Regions from separate parts of the Anser cygnoides genome. Here region 2 is linked to region 1. A link is a contact called in public Hi-C data. All regions are on one chromosome and are shown on one strand. The core of a region is the stretch at or near the end of the contact, and the rest is flanking DNA. Distances in the headings are between cores, read along the strand shown.

Evidence for each region. A called contact is a pair of places that touch in the nucleus more often than the background predicts.
Region 2: a Hi-C map of liver shows a contact between it and region 1, with 2.1 times the contacts expected there. The contact joins the promoter of SMYD4 here to the promoter of PITPNA in region 1. A contact is called at or near these places in 3 of 7 Hi-C or Micro-C datasets (all in liver).

What each region holds. Positions count from the first base shown.
Region 1 is chr18:7,385,282-7,391,248 of Taihu_goose_T2T_genome, reverse strand. PITPNA (phosphatidylinositol transfer protein alpha) reads left to right here and starts at 4,673. Exons shown (of 12, transcript XM_066979902.1): 1 at 4,673-4,806. The coding sequence starts at 4,787. SLC43A2 (solute carrier family 43 member 2) reads left to right here. Exons shown (of 14, transcript XM_066979901.1): 14 at 1-4,159.
Region 2 is chr18:7,515,354-7,521,867 of Taihu_goose_T2T_genome, reverse strand. SMYD4 (SET and MYND domain containing 4) reads left to right here and starts at 2,226. Exons shown (of 11, transcript XR_010825751.1): 1 at 2,226-2,400; 2 at 2,483-2,633; 3 at 2,858-2,947; 4 at 3,364-4,522; 5 at 4,840-5,022; 6 at 5,329-5,495; 7 at 6,171-6,303. It overlaps RPA1 (replication protein A1), which reads right to left and starts at 2,200. Exons shown (of 17, transcript XM_048067959.2): 1 at 2,047-2,200; 2 at 1,640-1,687; 3 at 1,073-1,151; 4 at 381-489. The coding sequence starts at 2,160.

The DNA.
Region 1 (5,967 bases), core at 3,424-5,923:
CCATGGGGTGCGCAGCAGTGCATGCGCTGGGCTGAGCTAGCGGCTGCAGGGAGGTTGGCAGGGAGAAATAAAACAATTATGAAGATGTAGTGGTGGTGTCTTCTGAATTGCCAACTCTTGCATTACTGCAAAGCCTGGCAGAGGGTAAGTCATTCAACTCCTTTATGTCTGGTTGGAGAAGGACAAGGCTCAATCCCTGCTCTGTTTGTTACCTCTAAGCCGGGGATTAGAAGCATCAGTGCGCTTGGACCGCCCTGTGAGAAATTACCTGGGAACTGGGTGTTAACTCAGTTACTGGTGGTTTAAAGCATGCAGATGCTCAGCCCAACCTGGTCTTCACCTTCATAAATTTCAAGCTTGGCGATTTACAGAGCTTCGGAGGACGGCTGGGAGCCCCGGCGGTGCCCTTGGCAGCGCAGGATGACGAGGCAGCTGTGAGGCAGCAGCGCCATCTTGAGTCGCTGCCCTCAGCCGCCCTGCGGGCAGCTCGGTTGCTGCTCCACTCCATGGTACCTTTTAGTCTTCAGTCACTTGTTTTAAAATGACTTGCCACTTGAGTATTTTACACGTTTGTGGATTATTTTTTTTAATCCGTTGCCTTTATTAAATGTGTTTGTTCCAAGACAGCCATATTGCCTGCTGTCAACGCTATGCTGTTCTAAAACTTTGCATTTTTTTTTTGTTGGCCTCCAGCTTTGGTGATGATTTACTGACCTTCCCAGCTTTTTACCTTTTGTGATGAGTGGTAATTAAGGAAGCAGCGTTTTGATTTGATTTCCTGTTCACCTGGAACTGTCTCAAATACATGCCCAGAGACCTGCCAGCAGTAGTACAGCTTTCCAAGATTTCCAGAGGGCTTTTTGCAGGTTTCCGCATTCCACATTATTATACTTGCTCCTTCTAAATATTTTGAGACGATTCCTACTCCTGCTCCAAGATACTTGTCACATAACAATGACGGATTATGCATCTTTTTATTTTTTTAAATAAGATCTCAGACAGGTGAGTGTCTGAGCCCCAGTCCTCAGCCTTGCAATATCTTACAATAGACATCTCTTGGAGGACGTGAGTGTGCTAACTCAGCATCACTACCACTTCAGTTTCAAAATATTGAACATGATATCTTCCACTCTTCTGTCATTTGAATTCCTGATATAAATGTCTCTGCAAAATGGTGGAATACAAGTGGCGTATTTTCATGAAGAAACAGTGGGGATGCTGCTGCCTTTGAAGTGTATGCAGCTAAATTAAACAGAGAGCACCCTTTTATTCCTGCCACCTACCTCCCTACTGCAGTTCTCAGTTCCTGCCCTTTTTAGGGGTGTCCTCTAATCCAGTTTCATTTGATAAAATATTGGGTATATGTAATTGTTATCTCTGTGGCTGATGTGCCATGATGTATAGAAGCTGCCGGTCGGCTGTGAGGAATAGGGCTCATGCCTTTGAGTCACAGTTCCAGGCTCTGTTCTTAGACTGAGAGTAAAGTGTGCCTTTGGCTTGCAGTTATGAGGACTGGTGGGTACACAATGATGTTTTAGTTGTTTAGGGTTAAAGGGACAAATGGGAATACTTTCTCATGCAGCCCAAAGTCAAACCGTGAAATGTATTGCTGTAGAATGTGGTAGGGAACAAAAGCATTTATTATTTTTATTTTTTTAAAACAAGGGGCTGGTTAAACAGTGGTCTGATGCATCCAATAACTCAGGGAGATTTTAAGTTGCTGTAAATAAGAAAGTTATGCCAAGGAAAGATTACTTTCCTGCACACTGTCTCTTCAAGAATATGCTGCTGGTCAAAGATTGAGAAAATACATGCTGGGCTAGGTGGAATGCTGATCTGATCTCATGGGGTGTAATTTACTCTGACAGTTGTGAACTAAATTAATTTTAAAAGCAGTCTCAAACTTATCTACAAAACTGTATCTGCATGCTAGATGTGCACATCCTCTACTAATTGTGGCATAACTGCTTAAATGCTGCACCTTCTGCAGGGGTCGGCTCTAAGAAGATAAACAGAGTATTCTGGCTTCAGCCTTTTCTAAATGTTGCCTTGGATGCTGCAGAAACAAACTGTTGAGATGGTCCTCTTAAGCATGATTGTTCAGGGGCAGTTTGCCTTTTTTGTTGATGCTTATGGAAATGTAATAATTACATACATTTGTAATGGAAAATAGCATTGCTGCTTTCTAGCCAAGTGATGCAGGACTGAGAAAATTCCCAGTGCACTCTTCTGTGTGCATGAGCCATCCTGTGGAAAAAATAAGTGGGCTACCAAATACTAGAGAGCCACATAAATTAGATCAATAATGAATTTACCTTTATAACTCAAATATAGGTCAATGTGTTTCCCTATCACTCATATTAGAAGGGTAAGGAGCGGGTGAGGAGGTGGTCATGGAAAAAGCCTCATCCCCTCAGTACAAGCATCCCCACCTGAATGTAATGAAGCAGAAACCTAAGCTGTGGGTGCCTGCCATTTGTAGGAGCCTTCTGTCAGGGGTGTTGCCGTGCAAAGGTGACTGTACCTTTTGGAAATGCCGCTCCTGGTCTCTACAAACCCTCATGCATTTAATATGCATCTTTTTTTAAAAAACAAAAACAAAAAAAAACTGAATGGGGAAGGAAGGGTGATTGCTTTTTCCTTTCACTAATTTGTCAATACCTAAGTCCCATCAACAATCTACAAAGTACATCAACAAGCAGTGCATGTTGCCATTAAGAGTAGCAGAGAATATCTGTGGTGTTTTTTCTAATCAGGACTGGTAACTGTATTCAGTTACTGACAGAGTATCTGGATCCTTAAGATGTAACTGGACACGTGTACAAAAATAAGAAAAGAACAAATCTTGCTGGGAGTCCAACTTAGCTGCAACACAGCTACAAGTGAAACATTTAACTTCCACAACAAAGCCTGAGCTCTTCATGCTCTCTACAAAGGAAAATTGTAGGATAACGAGATTTTTAACTAAGACAGTAAATCACTAAAATGTTTTAAAGTAAGAAATTTCCCTCGTGACAGGTTGATGGATTTGGGAAATATGCCACAAAATATAAAGCAGATACTGCAAGGGAAAAAGAAAAACTTCAAGTTTTGTTAAATTTCTGCTTTGAGCATTTTTTTTTCCTGCATCTGCAGAGCTTTTTCTATTTCCCCACTTCCCAGTTTAGAAGTGCAAAGTTATTCATAATAGAAAATGATATTACACTAAGGTTACTGATGGGAAGGGCCTGAAAAAAAAACCAAACCCAACACTGACAATTAAAAAAAAAAAAGACGCTCCTGATGACATGTCACCATTATAATCTCTGGAAATAGCTGAAACAATGATGTATTATGTAGATGCATTCCGACATATTAATTATAAACCCTACAGCTTGTTTTTCTACCTGTGCGGTTCTGCCTGTCTCTGCGCGATCTGTTTTTATCAGGTGTGCTGTGCTCCATGCTGTTGTCCTCTTCCTAGCACCTGACCCTCATCAACTTGCTTTTTTATTCCTGGAATAATCCCCTCCCCTCCTTTTTTTTAGATGTCCCCCCTTTACAACCTGACAGCCTCCACTTCTTCCTGTCCCTGAGATTTTTGTTTTGTGGCGTGTTTGTCAAAGCTAAAATGTAAGCGCCCTGTGGCAGGCCAGCGTCATCTTTTGTGTCTGTAAGGTGATGTGCATTCTTGCAGTGCTATCTAAAAATAAATGTGGTATTAAGTTAATCATTAGTTTTCCTTTTCAGGCTGAACATAATACAAGTATTGCTTGCTTCCTAACAAGACTATGTAAGCCTGAGCGCTTTACGCAGTGCTGTCTGCCAAATTGCTTGGCTGCACTTCGAATGCTTCCTTGTCCTTTTCTTCTCTAGGTAGGAGCTCACAGCCAGATTTCAATTAATCTTCATCTGAGGAAAAAATCTCAATGCATTAGTATTTATTATTATTTTTAATTTAGATAGCAGGTTGAGAAAGAGATCAGGCTTTACCAAACAGGATGACCTGGTATCCAGTAGTGACAGATAAATGTGTGTAGCCTTAGGTGGGAGCGTTACAGCAGAGGTGCTGGGTGCGAGTGGAAAAGCCGCACGTTTCAGTTATCCACGCTTGAGCTTGGTGATGCTGAACATATAGTGCTCGATTTTCCAGTCAAATAAAGGTGATCCTTGCTCTGTGTGATTGCAGTGATGAAGTAGTACAGCTGGTGCTCTTTAGCTATTTTCCTGCCTTAAACAGAGGTCACGCACACAGAGACCTACACTTCCATTTTTTATTATTATTTTAAGATATCTTTAGATATTTCACGTCATCGTTAATGCCAAGTGCACCTCACATCACCGAGGACTCGCCATAAACCTTGCCCCGCCGGCCCCGCGGAGCCCCATTCCCTGAAAAAAACACTCCTTGGCATCATCCCCTAGGTCTCTACATTAGCACCACGTCATTTGCCAGCCCCTTATTACACAAAAAGAGCAGTTTTTAGAGGCTGAACCCCAGTAAAAAGGGGGGGGGGGGGCGGCTCAGCGCTGATGGGACCGAGGCGGGAAGCACTGAGGCGGGAAAACCTCCCCCCCCCCCCCCCCCCCCGTAATGGCCTCCCGCGAGGCGTGCGCGCGCGACGCCTGCGCGCCGCCGTGACGCAGCGGTTGCCGCGGCAACGCCCCGCCCCCTGCTCCCGCCGCCCCGCTCCCCCCTCCCCTCCCGGTTCCCCCCCCCCCCCCTTTCCCCTCCCCTCCCCTCCCCGTCCCGGTGCGGCGCGGAGCGGCCGGGAGGCGCCCGGTGCCGTGAGCGGGAGGCGCCGCCATGGTGCTCATCAAGGAATAGTGAGTGCGGGCAGCTCCTTCTCCCCGTCTTCCCTTCCTCCGTTGTGGCCTCCGGTCACCCAGCGGTGCCTCTGAGGAGCGGCGGAGCTTTGGGGGGGGGGTGGGGGGGGGGAGAAAGGCCCGGCCGGGCCCCGGTGCCGGTGTGGGAGGGAAGGACGGGCACGGGGGGCGCTGTGTGAAGGTCGCGGAGGCGGCTGTGAGGTGAAGGAGCCCCCCCCTCCCCGGGAACCGGAGGCCACAAGCGGGGACCGGCCTCCCGGTGCTGCTCCCCCGGGCCCGGCGGCCTGCGGAGCCTCACGGGGAGGGGGGGGCGATTTGGGGCTCGGTGCCCCCCCCCCCCCCCCCTTTTTGGTCTTCCCGGCCCTTCAGCACCGGCTGTGTACCGGGGTACGGGTGTCCCCCACCCGGGGGAACCCGCCTGGACCGGGAGAGGGGCTGCCAGGGCAGGGGGTTGGGGTTTTCCTCACAGGGACGCAGCGGTGGCAGGGATCCTGCCCCCATCTAAATGACAAGCTCGGTGTTTTATCGCCCTTGTCCTTTCCTTTAGCCGTGTGATTTCTAGCTAGGAACTCAGCGAGGACTTCAGTGTGCCGGAGAGCTCCGAAATACGTCTCGGTGCGCAGCCCTCACCTTGGAGTTGGTCGCCGTTGCTGCGGGGTTGTTCTGCCCGACAGGGACAGGGTGGAAGGCAGGCTGCGGGCAGGCTGGCGGATCCGTCCCAGCTGTGTGTAACTATTAGTCACACCGCTGTGCCCAAGTCTTTTGTTCGGCGCCTTTCTGCCTGCTAACGTGGTGTGCTCTTTTGGACCGGTGCACTTTGGTTAGGTGGCTTGGAGCTGGGCGCACCGCTGCACGGCTCTTCTGTCAGCTCTCAAGGCTCGGATGTTCAGTTTACATTTGGTTTTCCTACCTGCATCCTGTCCTTTTAAACTTCTTCTGACTGATAGAAAACACTTTTTTTTTTTCCCCTCTTCTTTTCTTATGCGCTGATCCCAATGACAAAGTGGGTTTTCAGGTCTTCTCTCAGACACATTTACCTACATGACAGTGTCCTCCTTGTAGCAATTGCTTTGTCAGATCATGGATGTGCTTTGGATCTAAGTATTAAAACTCTGAGGAAGGTTGTGCTGATCCTTGTAGTTGTCTTTAAGCTTGAATAAC
Region 2 (6,514 bases), core at 977-3,476, 130 kb before region 1:
CATTTTACCATGCCTAACTTGCTTCTCTTAAAGTCTCATAACAGACCAAAGATTTTACAACACCTAAGCAACATGCAATCTTCACTGTTTCTTTACCACATCGGGTAGTTTTAAGTGAATTGAAAAAAAACAGTATGATTTAACAGTATTCCAACTGGAAGTCTTCAATTACTAAGTCACTATGCTAGGCACACGTGCACCTGCTGCAGTCACATTCTGTAAGTGCCTGCGCTGTGTATTTTCCCTCCTGCACCCTAAAGTCTTATTATTTTCAGATAATCCTAATCAAAAGGATTTGGTCTTTGCTTAGTCACCCAGGACAGAGCACCTGCTAGCACAGCTGTCCTTCTGTAGAACCATACTTGAAGAAATGTATGTACCTTCCATCTTTTAAGCTGTTGACAATGAATCTGTTAACCTGGCAAATACACTGGGCTGATAAGCGTTCCTCTTCCACGAGAGAGTTCAGCTGCGTTGCCAACATGAAGGCTGCAAAAATAGGAGAAATATGCTGAAACAATTAACTCACGCCAGCCTTAAGAGGGTCTGCCACAACTGGACACTTTTCCAGCCAGCCTACTAGCATTACATTAGACCTATAACTTGCTCAGTTAACTAGCACATAGCAAACAGTGTAACAACTAACAAGTCGCCAACACTGAACATAGACTTAATTGTATTTATTCCCCAAACTTCAGAGTGCAACAATAGAATGGCAGAATCACTTAGGTTGGAAAAGACCTCTAAAATGATCATATATTAAAGAAGTCAGAAAAAGACTAAGACAAACTACTTTAAAAACCTGCATTACAAAAACATACATAGATGTCTGTATTTTCATTGTATCCTACAGCAAGTTAATTGCTTCAACCTCACAAAGAAAGTTCCAGAGAAGGAATTTGTCTGAGCGTTAAAATGCAGCTGCACACTTCAGAGTCTGCAGTCCCCACTTACACCACATTCTCATTTAATACTTCTTTCATCACTATGCAACATGATGTCAAATCTGAAACTTCAGCACCATCAGTATCGCTCCACTTACAAAAATCTCACGGCAGCTTTTCATACTTACAGGACAGCGTGTTAACCCCGTCGCTCATCAACACTCGGTAACGTGGAGGCCCATTTCCTGTAGCAATGGCCCGTGTATTCTACAGGGAAAACACCGGATTGTTACTTCCTCCTCATTTCCTCAGAAGCCCTTCAAAAACATGAATTGACACCTTCTAGACATTAGGAGGAAATTCTTTACTGTAAGGGTGCTGAAGCACTGGAACAGGTCACCCAGGGAAAGTGTGGATGTCTCATCTCTGGAGGTGTCCAAGGCCAGGCTGGATGGGGCTCTGACAACCTGATCTAGGGGGTGGCATCCTGCCCGTAGCAGGGGGTTGGAGTTAGGTGGTCTTTAAGGTCCCTTGTATGATTAATAAGCAAAGTGAACTTGCCTACCTTGAACGCAGCTATCAACTGCACAGCTCAAATCACACAAAACCTATTACTCTAAATGACATCGAGGGCACATCAGCCACACTGGGCTCCTCCGCACAGCACTCCTGACTGCAGCACAGCCCCGCTCCACCTCCCACGTTGAAGCTGACCACCGACCCGCCAGCAGCAAGAGGCGGCCGGGAGTACTCACGATGACTTGCAGCACAGGCTTCGTGACGCTCTCCCCCTGCATGATGGCCTAGAGAGGAGAAAAAGAGAAACTCAGCGAGATGCCACCGCCACGCGAGCTTGGAGGAGGCCCCGGGGGGGGGGGGGGGTGTCCAGGGACAGGCTGGCACCAGCGGGCCCACCAGAGGCTCTCAGGGCCGGGGCCACCTCAGAGCACGGCACCGCGCCGCTCCCCTCAGCACCGGAGCCTGCACCGCGTCCCCGCCGCCCTCCCCGGGCCGCGCCCCCGGCCCCGAGCCCTCCTCGCCAGGCCTCGCACAGCCTTCGCGCCCCGCCACAACCCGAACCGGGCCCGAACCGAGCCCAGGCGGGCCCAGACACGTTCCCCCGCCCGGTCCCGGAGCGCGGGGCCGCCTCGGGGCCGCTCACCGCGATGGCGCCCTCGCTGAGCCGCACGCTCATGGTGCCGCCGCTCCCGCCGCGCTCCGCCACCGCCAAATCCTCCCGCCGCTCCGAGCCGCGCTCCCGCTTCCGGCGCGTCATGACGCCAGCAGTCCCAGCGTTCCTATTGGCTGCCCGGCCCCGTACGGCGGAAGCGCTCCCGGGGTTCACCCGGCTGGGCGCCGCCATTAGGCGGTGGGAGCGTGGCTCCATGGCGCTGCCGGTGGAGGAATGGCGGCGCTGCGCCGCGCGGTGCCGGGCCGCGCTGGGGCCGGCGCTGAGGGAACGGCTGGAGGCGGCGCCGCCGGGCGAGGCGCTGCGGGTGGCCTGCGGCCTCCTCAGGTGAGCGGTGGGGCCGGAGGGACCGGGACAAGCCGGGCCGGGCCTAACGGTGCTGATACCCCCCCTTCCGTTGTCCCGTTAGGCCCGGAGCGGAGGAGGCGGCGGCCCTGCAGCGGCTGTGCCGCCGGGCGCGCACCGGCAAGGAACCGGCGGCCGCTCGCTGGTACCGGGAGGAGGGGAACCGGCGGTTCGGCGGCTGCTGCTACGGTGATGCTGCGCTGCTCTACTCGCGGGTACGGGGCTCATGGGGCGTCCCCCCCCGCGGTGTTTGTGTTCCCTCCCCCCCGGTGTTTGGGGTCCCCCCCCCCCCCGTGTTCGGGGTCCCCCGAGGCCCGGTGTTTGGGGTTTCCCCCGTGAGGGAGCATCCGGGTGACGAGGGTCCCGCTGAGGGTGCCCCCGGTGAGGCACAGCCCGTGGTGCCCCCCCGTGAGGCAGCGCCCTCCGTTCTCCTCCGCAGGCAGCGTCCCACGAGCTCCCCGGCAGCCCCGAGGCGTCCCTGTGCTTTGCCAACCGCTCGGCTGCTCTCTTTCACCTCGGCCACTTTGAGGTAAGAGGTTTTGGGGCGCCCCTGAGGGGTGGTGGCTGGGCTCCTGAGCGTCCTGGAGCAGATCAGTGTGCACAAGGGGAAATAGGGCAAAGAAAAGCCCAAGCGGTATCTGAGGTGTTGGCATGCAATGTCTGCACGGGGGGCCTCAGGTGGCTGCTTCTGTAAAGGCCGCAATAACGACAGGTTGTCAGAGCAAGAGAGGTAAGCTGCTGAAGCTGTGCTCAAAGCTTCCATCGTTACTTAGACTTCCACGCTTTCCTTCTTATTCTATGTTAGGAGTTTTTATCTGGCCGCAGATTGGCTATGAACGGGAAATTTGCCGATTAACAGTCTTACTAAAACATGTTGAATCTTAGACAGAATAAAAGTGCACGTGATTTTCAAGTACATTTAAAAGGCCTTATCTTTGTTTCTAGGTTTGTTTGGAAGATATTGCCAGGGCTCAAAGTCATGGCTATCCAGACAGACTGCTGCCCAAGGTCTTGCTGCGGAAAGCTGAATGCCTGCTGTGCTTGGGGAGGGTACAGGATGCAGCAGACACCCTCGCTGCAGTGGAAAATAAAATTGCTCTGGATGGGATTATGACTAGTCCTGCACACCAGACGCTGCTGAAAAAGTTAAATCAACTGAAGCTTAAAGTACTTGAGAGAGAGAGCTGTCCAGAGGCTGCACGAGAAACGTGCGGTGATACTCAAAGAGAGCCAGAGATCTGGGAAGAGAACGACAGTATTTCAGGTGCGTCTTCATCTTTGAGCTTGAAGTTCAATACAGAGAAAGGACGTCACTTGGTGGCCTCACGGGACATCCTGCCAGGACAGAACCTGTTGAAAGAGGAGGCCTTTGTAAGCGTGCTCTGCCCAGAAGAAGGGGAGAGCTGCCTGCTACAGGACAGCGGTGAAATGGTGTGGGATACTCGATTCACTAACGCAGATCTTTATTGCCACCGTTGTCTGAAGCAGCTTTTAGCCTCTGTGCCTTGCCGTGGGTGCAGTTATGCAAAGTACTGCAGCCAAAACTGTGCAGATACGGCATGGGAGCAATACCACAGGACAGAGTGCTCCTTGGGAGCGCTGCTTCTCACGTTAGGGGTCTTCTGCCACGTTGCTTTAAGGACTGTTCTACTGGCAGGATTTTCAGAGGTTAGCAGGCTGGTGGAGCAGTCCCATGATGATGATGAAGATCTTCATAACACCAAGGCAAGATGTAAACATCCCAGTGAGGCACCAGATACGAGAACTGGAACCAGAGGTATCCCTGGTTGTAATGATAATGGCCAGTACCAGAGTTCTTACCGAGCTGTGTTCAACCTCTTGCCACATGCTGAGAAGCATAGCCCTGAACATAAGTTCCTTTGCATGCTGAGTGTAGTAGCTATATGCAGGAAACTGCAAGAAGCCGGTCTGGAGGCTGCTGTTCTGAATCAGGAATCGTCTGAGAAGGGGTCCGGAACTAAGGCATGTGAAAAAACATCTGATGAGCTGTCTCCAGAGCTGCAGATTATGGCAGAAGCAATGCTGAGGCATGTGTTGCAGCTGCAATGTAATGCACAAGCGATCACTGTAATGCGGGAGTTGGGTAAGAAAAACTTTTAAGCTCTTCTTTGTTATCCTTGCTTATCTGTTTCATGTGAAGCAGAGAGCTATAGAAAGCTCCTGTTACAGATGGGAATGACTTGCTTAAAATTAATGTCCTGTCCCATGCCAGCCTGTTCTTTGGTGCATACGTAGATGATATTTAGCTATTTTTTATTGTAGCAATACACCAGAAATCTTTCTGTTAAAAGAATCTTCTAGGGAAATAGTCTCTCTAGGGAAAGAATCTTTCTAGTGTCCAATTTGTGACGGGTTACAGAGAATTCATTCTTAACATACTTGTTTTTCCTCTTTCTTTAGGGTCTGGAGATGGTGCTGTTGTAAATAAGAAACCCGTGCGCCTGGCAACAGCCTTCTTCCCTGTCCTCAGCCTTCTGAACCATTCGTGCAGCCCCAATATCAGTGTGTCATTTAGTGGGACAGCTGCCACTGTCAGGGCATCACAGCCAATCTCAAGCGGCCAGGAGATTTTCCATTGCTATGGTAAGTGTTAACTCTGTCTCAAGACACAGACATCCTTTCACCTCTGCTTGGCACACTGACTGATAGCTAATAATATCACGATTCCCAGTCTAATGTTGCTAGAGTCTTTGTTTATGTATGAGCCTTGATCAAAGCTATCAAACCAAGTGTTTATCTCTTAAGCCCACTATCACGCTTTCACAGTCTCCGGTTTTGTACTCCCCAAAAGATGTTCCGTTTAGTCTCCGTTTTAACAAAGATAGATTTTAGGCTAATGTTAGGAACTGTACTTGTTCAGCGCTTTCTACCTTTGCCATCCTTTTGCAGGGCCTCACCGATGTAGAATGAAGGTTGCTGAGAGACAACAGCTTCTCAGTCAGTATTTCTTTGAGTGCCACTGTCAGGCGTGCCTTGAGGAGTTAGAGTCTGGCGACAAGAGTGTGGTGTCCGTGAGGAACTCATTTTGCTGTCCTAGCTGCCAGGCTTCAATGCAGGTAGTTCCTCCATAATTATGATTGTTTAACATGATCAGGATGTGTAATGTTTGGGTCTCTGGGAAAGGCAGGATTTAAAGACCTGTGTCCATGACCTGCAGAGTCAAGGCAGTATCTCACTGTTCTGAGCAGCTTCCTTGCAAAGTTCTTGTTTGTCAATCTTCCAGCATTAGAGGGAAAATACTGCCCTTAACAGGAAGTTAAAATCCCTTGGAACCTGCAGGAGGAACCTCATAATATCAGGGGGATATAGTACTGGGTGGAGGGGGATATTTAGGAAAGAAAATTGGGGCCTGAAGTCTAGAACATGGTGTAATTGCAGGGGCTCCGTGTAGTGAGAGTCTCACTATCTGCAGCTCACAGGATGGAAATGAAAACAGCATGTAGTGTGTGTTAGAAAAGACAACACAGTACATGCTTTGTGTGAACATCAGTTGTGTAACTCATGACCCTGCTTTGGCCTAGCCTGTAGTGGGCTCAGACTGGCCCATGTGATCATAGCTATTCCTGGAAGTTTCTCCCAAAATCTGAGTAAGTTAACAGCAGTTTACAAGGAAGTCACTTAGTTTTTCAGCTACGTTTAGCACCTCTGTAGCATAATACAGAGATACGGTTATGGAAAGTAAGCTTTGAGTTGAATGTGAGCAGGAATGATCACAGGGATGATTTCCACAGGGGGAAGACGTGCTTTGTTGTTCAAATGAAGCTTGTGCGCGCTCAGTCAGCAGAGAGAGCCTGTCACGGCATTTACGAGACCTTCAGCGACAAATCAAGAAAGCGTTAGAACTGCTAAGAGACAGCAGGGCTGGTAAGGCTCAGCTTTCTGCTTTAAGGTCAGCAGCTCATGAGTACGCATCAGGAGACATGGTTCTGGCCGTGAGATGGCACTGTTGCTTACATAGTTGAGGTCCCCTGGCATGAAGCCTGGTGTCCCTGGGGACTTGAGCTTTAGGTTTTTTATACTCCTGATCTGGGTGTTAATCTAAGTCACACGTTGTTCCATAGTGACTAAAAGAACT